2 separate regions of the Ovis aries genome follow, and region 1 is linked to region 2. The links are chromatin contacts, called in public Hi-C maps. All regions are on one chromosome and are shown on one strand. Each heading gives the region's core, a stretch centred on a gene start, on an enhancer-like site or on the middle of the called end of the contact. The rest is flanking DNA. Distances are from core to core; before and after follow the strand shown. Region 1 overlaps UBAP2 (ubiquitin associated protein 2). Region 2 overlaps KIF24 (kinesin family member 24).

Region 1 (4,810 bases), core at 1,477-3,976, 310 kb after region 2:
TTTGCCAGCAGCTCACCCCCTGCGGCCCAGCCTGTCCCTGTCTTGGGGCTACCCAGTCTGCTGCGTTCTGCTATGCCCCAGAAGCTGAGGAATTGTACTCGTGTGGGGGCCGCATTACTTCATTTGATTTTTGCCCTGTAGGCAAAGCGCCCCCTAACCTGCCTCAGGGGGTGCCTCCCCTGCTGCACAACCAGTACCTCGTGGGCCCCGGAGGACTGCTTCCTGCCTACCCGGTGAGCACTCCCGGCTTCCCTCAGCCCAGCTGGCCTTGGGGGGTCTTGAGTTGCCCCCGTTGCCCCTGAGGGCAGCTCTGCCCTCAGACCCTGGGCCTTTCTCTAGCTGGACTCAGTCAAGGTGGGGCATCTGCCCACAGCAGCTCGTCCCCATCTCCTTCCTGCATGTGTCCTCCACCTCCAGCCTTGTTTTTGGCCCCATATGGGGTGGCCTGTGGCCTCTTACAGCTTTTGTGTCCCCAAGCAGATTTACGGCTATGACGAGCTCCAGATGCTGCAGTCACGGCTGCCAATGGTGAGTGGGGTTTGGGGGAGGCTGGGGGCTTCAGGCTCTGAGTCTCACGTACCCTACCTGCTGGCTGGCCCTCGGGACACGTCCCGCCTGAGGACTCCCTCAGCACCGCAGCTGGGAAAGCTGCTGTGATGGTGGTGCCTGGAGCAGCTATAGTCTGGGCACCTTGAAGTTCTTTGGGACCTGGGCCCCAGTAGGCAGTGCCTCTAGCAAATGTGGGTCCTTCTCTCCCCTTAAGCCTCCCCCCATTAAAAACAAAACAACCGACCAGGATATGGGGTTACTTGCCTGTCCCTAGGCTTTTTATAAAGTCCTGTCCTTCAGAGTGCCATCTAGTGTCTAGCTTCTGCAGTGGCCATCGGTGATGGCAGTGTCATTCTTTGGAGTGAGTGGCTGGAGCAAAGGGCCCTTCCAGGTGTAGCCTGCCATCTGTTTGTAAGATTGCTGGCCCTGGGTTCTCTCTGATTGCTGCAGCCTCACTCTGAGGTCAGTGTTGCCTGTCTGTCTCGGCCCTTGCTCCCAGGATGAGGCACTCTGGGATGTGGCCGCATGAACAGGATGCAGTGCAGGAGCGGGACATGAGGAGGCATGCGCCCTGTCTGGACAGCCTGCAGGCTCCTGTCCTGCCGCCCCCTTCTTGGTCTGCTGCTGAGCAGACTCCTGCTCATTCTCAGCGGTCTGGGCATCTGTCACGTTGTCAGGGAGTAATGCTATCTGGACACTGATGTCAGCTCTGTTGGGCACGGGCTTTCCTTTTCCCCAAGTGAAGGTGAGGTGTCCTTTGTCAGACTGAAGACTGGAGTGGAGTGCCCCCTGCCCCCCAACCCCGACACTCTGTGCAGGGTGAGGTGGCCTCCACAAGTAGTGTTGCCTGCTCTGGGCTGACCGCAGAGAGCTTAGGGAGCTGTGGGCACCGGGCCCAGTGGCTGAAGCTTGTTTCTCTTGGGAGACTCTTTCATCTGCTGGAGTATTTCCTGAGGCTTGGAGCTGGGCTGCTCTTCCCCAGTGTGCAAACCAGCAGCCACTGCAAACCCATGCTACTGCCTGAGGGCCTGTGGGGCTTTCTGCCCACATCCCCAGAGGGCCCAGAAAGGTATTGAGGACGTCCTGGCAGATTTCTATGGTGTAAAACAGAACTTGGGGTTTCTGGGGATGCCTTAAGCCCTAGGGCTTCGCAGGGAAATCAGGAAACGCGGCCCAGGTCCTCCTGACACTCAGGAAACCTCGCAGCCCCAGGGCCTCAGGGATGGAACGTGGGAGCTGGTTCTGAAAGACGAGTCTGTGTGGCGCTGGGTCAGGCCACTCAGAGTGGCTTGGTGGGATTCCAGGCCCGGGAGTCGTCCTGCTTCATACTCCGTTCATCTTTTTGTGCCTTAGAAGAAATCGCTTGTAAGCCTGCCTTTCGAGGTAGAGATTTCTCTTTCCCCTTGGTCGTTTCCTAGGCTCTGGTGTGTTTTTGCTCGTTTCCATCTTCGGGTTTTCTTCTGTGAAAGAGCACCGCCTCCTGGGTTTCCTGCAGGCCTGTCCCCACTTGAACCGTACCAGCTGTGCTTTCCTAGCACCCCCTCCTCTCAGCCATTTTATGTCACAGGTGGATGCTGCTGAGGGTCATGGGCCAAATGAATTCAGTGCCTTCTCCAGTGAGAGGGACTCTAATGGACAGCTAGGAAAGTTACCTGGACAAGTAGAAACCTGAGGGGGGGAGGAGGAGCCTCAAGGGTTTAACAGGTCAGGGCAGCAATTACAGGCAGGCACACGTCAGTCCTGAGCTAGGAGAGACCAGCCCTCTATCCTAACAGCCCGGACACTGCACAAGAGCTCGAAGTGTGTGCGCAGAGGTGAAACACAGTGAAGCCCTGTGGAGGAGGGGAGGCCCGCCCTGACCCTTAACACCCAGGGCTTTGCCAGTCCTCGACATTCTGCACCTGGGGCCTCTGAGCTGAGGGAAAGCCCTCCTGCTTTCCTCATAGGCAGCAGTGTCCCGGAAAAGCACCCACACCCTCCTCTGGATCCACTGGCTTTATTGCCAGGAAATCTCCAAGGAAATCCACAGCATCTTCAGCCCAGGATCATATTGTGTGATTGGGATCCAGTGGCTCTGCCGGGGAAGGCTGAGGGACTGGTCAGTGAGTCTGCGTGCTGCGTGGCTACCACAACTCTAAAGGGCACCATTTGTTTTTATTTCCCGAGTGCTGCCCTCTGGTGGTCCAGTCAGGAACGTGGCCTTCCCTGGAGCACCCAGCTGCCTGCCGGGCCCTCAGTCCTAGGAACGGGTGAGGCCATTCCGCTGACCGAGCCTCTGGTCTCTCCTAGGATTACTATGGGATCCCTTTCGCTACACCCCCAGCCCTCGCCAGTCGAGATGGGAGCCTCACTAATAACCCGTATTCAGGTTAGTCGTCTTCAGGGGGTTAGGAGTAGGGGCTGCTCAAAGGGCTGGCCCGTGGCCCATCCCAGGAGCCTGGAAACAAATGGAAGGGCTGCAGAGACCTGCCAGCTTCCTGTTGTTGAGCCAGCAGCCAGCCCTGTTCCTATTTGCAGGGGCCTGTCTGACTTTTTCCTCCTGCTGGGATGAGGGGTGGGGACTGCATCAGTGCCCCTGTTCCCCTAGGTGATGTCACCAAGTTTGGCCGAGGTGACTCTGCGTCCCCTGCACCCCCCACCACCCTGGCTCAGCCACAGCAGAGCCAGTCCCAGGCCCACCACACAGCTCAGCAGCCCTTTCTGAGTCCCGCCCTGCCGCCTGGCTACAGCTACACTGGCCTCCCCTACTACACAGGCGTGCCCAGTGCCTTCCAGTATGGGCCCACCATGTTTGTGAGTATCGGTGGGGGTGTTCCTCCAGCTCCAGGGAGCAGAAGCAGGGAGGGGGGACAGGTCCCCACTTGGGCTCACCTGGCCTTGAAGAATGGGTCAAGGCTGGGGTTCCTGTTTCATCTACTTGGAGACCTAGCGGGTGTGGCACTAGTAATGACACGTTCCTGGTGGTTGTGCCACCTGCTGCCCGAGGCTGAGCTGGGCGACCTTCTCCCCTCACTCTGTTCTCCACTAATGCCTCTGCTGCTTTTCCCTCACCCAGGTCCCTCCGGCTTCAGCTAAGCAGCATGGTGTGAGCCTCAGCACCCCCAGCACCCCTTTCCAGCAGGCCAGTGGTTACGGCCAGCACAGCTACGGCACAGGTGAGGGGCGCTCCCAGCCCAGAGAGGCACGGGCAGGACTGGCTCACCAAGCTCACACACGCCTCTTGTCCCTGCCACGCTAGGTTATGACGACCTGACCCCCGGCACTGCAGCCGGAGACTACAGCAAGGGTGGCTATGGTGGATCATCACAGACACAGAACAAGGCTACAGGCTCTGGGCCTGGCAAAGGTAGCATCACTCCCTTCCATCCGGGACTGAGGCCCAAAGCAGTTGTCTCCCACCCTGACTCCTCAGGCGAGGCCACCCCAGAGGGCCTCTGGAGGTGGGGGAGACTGGAGCTGGGCCCTGCTGCCATGGGAACCACCCACCGCTTTTCCTTCCAGGAGTGTCGGCGACTTCGAGCACCTCTGGCCTTCCTGATATGACTGGGTCTGTCTACAACAAGACTCAGGTGAGCGGGGCCTGGCGCTGGAGGGCCAGGCTCGGGCAGGTGCCGCCTGGCCGGCCCTCACTGTTGTCTCTCTGCCCTGCAGACATTTGACAAGCAGGGATTTCATGCAGGGACTCCACCCCCATTCAGCTTGCCCTCAGCCTTGGGCTCTACCGGGCCCCTGGCCCCTGGAGCAGCGCCCGGGTACGCGCCCCCGCCGTTCCTGCACATCCTGCCCGCACACCAGCAGCCTCCCTCGCAGCTGCTGCACCACCACCTCCCGCAGGATGCTCAGGTGAGCTGTCGGAGGCAGCGGCTACCTGGCCCTGCGCACCCAGGTGGGGGTGATGGTGGTCCGCTGCAGCCTTGACCACCTTCTCTCCTCCTCCTCAGAGCGGCTCCGGTCAGCGCAACCAGCCTAGCTCACTGCAGCCCAAGTCACAAGCCTCCAAACCTGCCTACGGCAACTCTCCATACTGGACAAACTGAACCCCGAAGTGGGGCGGGCTTCCCCTGGGCAGGAGAAAACACATGGAGCCCATTTCTCTGGGAGCCCGGTGCCCTTTCCTAGAATTCCTGAGACATGTAACTGTGTCAGCCGAGTCTCTCTGGGGGAGCCTGCCTCCCAGACTTGCTATTGTATGTAATGTATTTATGTACGTATTTGTAAATGTGATACAAGTCTTAGGGGAGTGGGGAGCAGCTGCTACTCT
Region 2 (5,032 bases), core at 2,312-4,811:
TTGCACCAAGACTGCACAGTAGAGCAGACTGGGTAGGAGGCAGTCTAGGTGAGGCTCTCTGGGTTCTGGGAGCAGTTTTCACTCTGTGCAGCTAGACCAACAGCTTCACGGGAACTGGGGCAGAGTCCATGATAACGTAGCTCTAACTTACTAGAATCAGTCATCTATGGGTTAGATGGTTTCTTCTCAAACATGACTACAACTGGGGACTCAGGAAACCCTTCTTTTGGATGGTTAGTCCTGATTCTGACATTGGCTTTGTTATTTTTCAAAACATGTCCTCCACCCCCAGAAATTGTGTTCCTATTTAATTAAATCAGTAATTTCACACATAAATCCACCTACAGAAACATACGCCTTTTTCACGCAAACATAAGTTTTAGATCTTTCCAGGTACCTAAGTACGTATATCCATAATTCGTTTTTATGGTTGTATGGAGTTCATAATTTTTTAGTGTTACTTGTTTATAGACCTAGAGATTTTCCAAATTTTACTATTATAATAGTGTAATGAATATCCTGTGTATACTTTTTTTTTAAAAAATCAGTTGAACAATTGTCTGTTAGGATAAAGTCTTTGAAGTGTGATTGCCAAACCAAAAATAGGAACATTTTCTTACCAGGTTTTTACCATATTACCAAACTGCCCTCCCAAAGGCATGTACCAGTTCACACTGCATAGTACATGGGCAGCAGACCCTCACCAGAGCAGGTTCCTGTGAGTCTTTCTTAATCTTATAGCCCCCCAAATTTTATTTTTTTAATTTAATTTATTTATTACTTGACTGCACTGGATCTTAGTTGAGGTAACGAACTCTGAGTTGCAGCATGTGGGATCCAGTTGACCACCAGGGAAGTCCCCACAAATTTTAATTTTGTAAAATGGTTTCTCTGCATTTCTTTGATTAGTGGTGCAGTGAGTACCTGTTTTGTTTGTTTATTGATCATTTTTGTTTCTTCTTTTGTGAATTGCCTTTTTGTAGAAGGTGGTAGATATGAGTATGGCCCAGTGTCCTGAACACAGTAAGTAGTCAATATGCCCTTTGTTAGTTGATTTCACTGACCTGCCTTCTGTTTCGAATAGGTGCTGAAGGACTCTTTCATTGGCAATGCCAAAACCTGCATGATCGCCAACATCTCACCAAGCCATGTGGCCACTGAACACACTCTGAATACTTTGCGCTATGCTGACCGGTGAGTCGCCCTCAGGTGTCAGAGTTGGGGGGGGGGGGGTGTGTGTGAAAAATGCGCACACAAGGATCTGACCTTGAGCTCCCCAAACCTGTTCTTACTGCCAGGGGAATGTGCAACTGGCCATGTGAAGAATGTGTTTTGGTAGGCCCTGTCATTTTACCAGTGTGAATGTGACAAGAGGAAGGTGACATGTTCCCTTGTTCAGGAGACAACTCCATCAGTGGCTCTTAAATAGCTAACCGGAGATGAAATATTTCTCCAGGGTGGAAGGCTTCATGAGGTTTTCTTCCTGCCAGCCTCAGCCCTAACTGTTAGGGATAGAGTGCCTATTATTTGTCAAAGCAGAAGTACTCAGAGCTATGTAGGTCCAGAAGAGATCGACCTTGTTTTATGGAAGGAGAAACTGAGGCCCAGAAAAGAGCAGGAACCTTAAAAGGGCTCACTGGGCGTTGGTGGCAGAACCAGTGCCTCTGACTGCCAGACCAAGGCTCCAGTGACTTTGGCATCTGCCAGGGTCCCTCCCAATCTTACCCAGGTCAGGTGTCTCCTACTCGTTTGACAGTGCTCTCGTTACCATCCTTTCCTCTGGCTGCTTTGCTGCCTGGTCCTACCATACAACACCTCCTCTCAGTCTCTCAGAAGCTGTCTCCAGAGTTAACAGACTATTTGAGGGGAACCTGGTTTTCCTGGTTTTCTTAAAATTGCTGTTGAAGAATCTTTCGTATCTGTGGCATTTTATGAAACTCACTGGGAAGGAAAGATAAGCTATCATTTAAGTTCCATGAGAACAGGAACCTTATCTTTTTCTCCACTGTCTCTGTCCTGCCTAGACAGTACTTGGTACCTAGTAGGTGTGTTATTAATATTAATGAATGAAAGGAGGAGCTCCCCATGGGCGTCAGGGCTTGAGTGATGTTCTCTGTGTACTTTATCTCAGTTCAGTAGGAGAGACCATTTACACAGTGGCTACTAGAATGGACTCTAGAGTGAAACTATCTGGGCCAGTACCCTGCCTTTGCCACTAGCTAGCTGAGTGATCTTGGCAAGTTTGCAAGTTCTCTGGACACATTAAGTTCCCTTAATGTGAACACGGATAATGATAACACCTACCTAATGTAACAGTTACATGGATTCAGTGAGGTGACATGTGTGAAGGGCTTAGGGCCACACCTGGCACAGAGTGAACACTCATATATGTTAACTTCAACAACGATAGTAATATTATAGGCATATGCTCAGTCGTGTCTGACTCTTTGTGGTCCCTGGACTACACAAGTTCCTATCCATGGAATTTCCCAGACAAGAATACAGGTATACTGCGGAAATACTGCAACTTTGGTTCAGACCACTGTGATAAATCGCACTGAAGTCTCAGATTGGTTTCCCAGTACATGTAAAACTTATATTTACACTATACTATGGAGTTTATCATGTGTGCAGCAGCATTATGTTTTTAAAAAACATGTACCTACCTTAATTTAAAAATAATCTTGTTGGAAAAGTGGCACTGATAGACTTGCTCATGCAGAGTTGCTATGAACCTTCAGTTTGTTAAAAAAAAACTCTCCTGATCATGGAATATTGGATGCATGCTAATATCCTCAGAGAAGACACCGATCTTTGTTCAAGTAAAGTGACGTATTTCATGTTGAAATAGAATATCCTCTTTATTCTTTCCTTTATTCTCTCCCAGATGAAAAAATAATTCCCAGTTCTTGTAATACTTTTCTTTGGTTTTTGTTTTCTCTGAAAGCTATAGGAATGGAATCCCAGGAATGTACATTAACATAAAATGGTCATTTACAGGGTCAAAGAACTAAAGAAAGGCATTAAATGTTGTACGCCAGCTAACAGTCGAAATCGAACATCTGGAAACTCTAACTCTTCTCCAAAACGAATTCAGAGCTCTCCTGTGGCCCTGCCAGGGGACAAATGTTCTCCCAAAAAAGTCAAGCTGGGGCTTCAGCAGCCGCTCACAGTGCCATCTGGCTCCATGAGAGGGAAGGCCCATCCTCTGGCTAGTCACCCAGCCAATATCCCTTTTGCTTCTATACCTAAGGTTCCTGGCAAAGAGGGTGGCTCTCGAGGGAGTCCTCCCCGAGAGTGGGTCATTCAGACTAGCTCTAGCAAAGGAACCGTGCTGTCTGGACATGTAGCCATAAAAAGGGCAGAAGAATCAGCTGCATTATGCTCTGAGAAAAACCCAATTGGCAACAAAACCTCCCTAGGCTGGGGAAGCAGGGCGCCAGGCCCAGGAGGGGACCTGGCCCATGGTAAGCCACCCTCCCGGTGCAAGAAAGTGCAGACTGTGCAGCCTGTGCAGAAGCAGCTTGTGTCTCGAGGCGAGCTCTCCTTTGGCAGTGCCCAGCGCTTAGCGGAGTACGGTCAGGGCAGCAAGGAGGGCGCGCCAAGCTGGCCTGCCTCTGAAGCCTGGACCAACATCCCTGCGCAGCAGGCGGCGAGGGAGGAGCATTTGCGCTTTTACCACCAGCAGTTCCAGCAGCCACCTCTCCTCCAGCAGAAGTTACAGTACCAACCCCTGGAAAGGTTTTTATGCCGGTCCCGGCCCCCAGAAGGGCAGCTCCAGAGTGACATCCCTCCTCCCTTCCACCCTCATCGTGCTGAGAGTCATGATGGAGCCCAAGTCCCTCAAGCCGAGGACCCTGATGACAGCGACTTCAGTGAAGATTCTTTTTCACATGTCTCCTGTCAGAGGACCACAAAGCAGGGAGAGAGCCCGGAGAACAGCGAAGGCTCGTTCTTCCTTCATCAGAGGGAGCAAGGTCCTGAGGAGCAGGTGGCTGAAAGGCAGCAGAGTCTGTTTCTCAGCCCAGATGGTGACAAGGAGGGTGTAACTAGAAGCTGGGTGTACTCCAGGGACCCCGCAGGCCACAGAAGGATAACACTCAATCACAGCCGCAGCCCAGGTCAGGTGCCCTTGGACTGGAGCGGAGAGGAGGACTCAGGCTCCTCAGGGCCTCCTCCCAGAGAAGACCTGGCAGGGAAGCCTTACTGCTCACAGGTGGACTCTGTGTATGATCGGGAAGGAGGTGGCGGCCCTGCTTTTGACCTCAGACAGGAAGCCTTCAGAAGTGAGGTTCCTGGGCAGGCCGAGGGCAGCTTGCCATCCCTGGAGGAAGATGGTTTCACTTGCTCACTATCCCACATCGCAGTTCCTGGATCCCCAGACCAGAGAGACACAGTGAGCACACCCCTGAGAGAAGTCAGTGAAGACAGCCCAATTCTGGAGACCAGACCAAGGAAAAACAGTAACCCTTTCCAAGGAGAAGACTCTAATGGTGAATTAGGCACGTGCTCTGAGTATGCTTCCGGACTGATGGCTCCGCTCACCATGTCCCTCCTGGAGAGCCTGGATGATGGGGGGGCTCCTTCCTGGGAGCAGCCGGCCCAGGATGGAACTGCGCATGGTCTCATGGCAGTGGACACAGAGGGGCCAGCAGTGAGCCGTGCAGTGTCATCGGGTGATCCAGAGGCGGTCCTGCCAACATCTTCGGCAACCGAGCACCTGTGGCTCTCCTCATCTCCCCCCGACGACAAGCCTGGGGGCAGTCTTCCAGCTCTGTCCCCATCACCCATCCGTCAGCGCCCACCTGACGAGCTGCCCAGCGGAGAGGCTGACCCGGGGGAGGCCTGCCAGAGCAGAGGGACCGCACTTTTCTCCCGGGGGCACCGTTATGCCAATGCTGAGACAGAGCTGGACAGCTCCCAGGGTTTCCTGGGAAAGCCCTTCCTCACCTTACATCCTGGAGGACCTCACGCTGGGCCTACACTCACCCCCAGAGCAGGAAATAGTGATGTGGCTGACCAGCCTGGGGCC

Evidence for each region. A called contact is a pair of places that touch in the nucleus more often than the background predicts.
Region 1: a contact with region 2 is called in a Hi-C map of hypothalamus, with 4 times the contacts expected there. The contact joins two enhancer-like sites. A contact is called at or near these places in 3 of 16 Hi-C or Micro-C datasets (hypothalamus, liver and muscle).

The regions. Positions count from the first base shown.
Region 1 is chr2:37,581,150-37,585,959 of ARS-UI_Ramb_v3.0, forward strand. It overlaps UBAP2 (ubiquitin associated protein 2), which reads left to right. Exons shown (of 28, transcript XM_060409145.1): 20 at 142-233; 21 at 481-528; 22 at 2,839-2,917; 23 at 3,137-3,342; 24 at 3,605-3,704; 25 at 3,788-3,895; 26 at 4,051-4,118; 27 at 4,201-4,392; 28 at 4,491-4,810. The coding sequence ends at 4,586. Among named protein-coding and RNA genes, the nearest start is that of UBE2R2, 110 kb to the right of the region's middle. Within about 2 kb of position 2,727, at least 17 of the 54 cell types and tissues checked have an H3K27ac peak or open chromatin away from gene starts, as enhancers often do. A contact at or near this core is called in hypothalamus, where this site is marked.
Region 2 is chr2:37,271,725-37,276,756 of ARS-UI_Ramb_v3.0, forward strand. KIF24 (kinesin family member 24) reads left to right here. Exons shown (of 12, transcript XM_060410868.1): 9 at 1,085-1,194; 10 at 3,001-5,032. Among named protein-coding and RNA genes, the nearest start is that of KIF24, 63 kb to the left of the region's middle. Within about 2 kb of position 3,562, at least 8 of the 54 cell types and tissues checked have an H3K27ac peak or open chromatin away from gene starts, as enhancers often do. A contact at or near this core is called in hypothalamus, where this site is marked.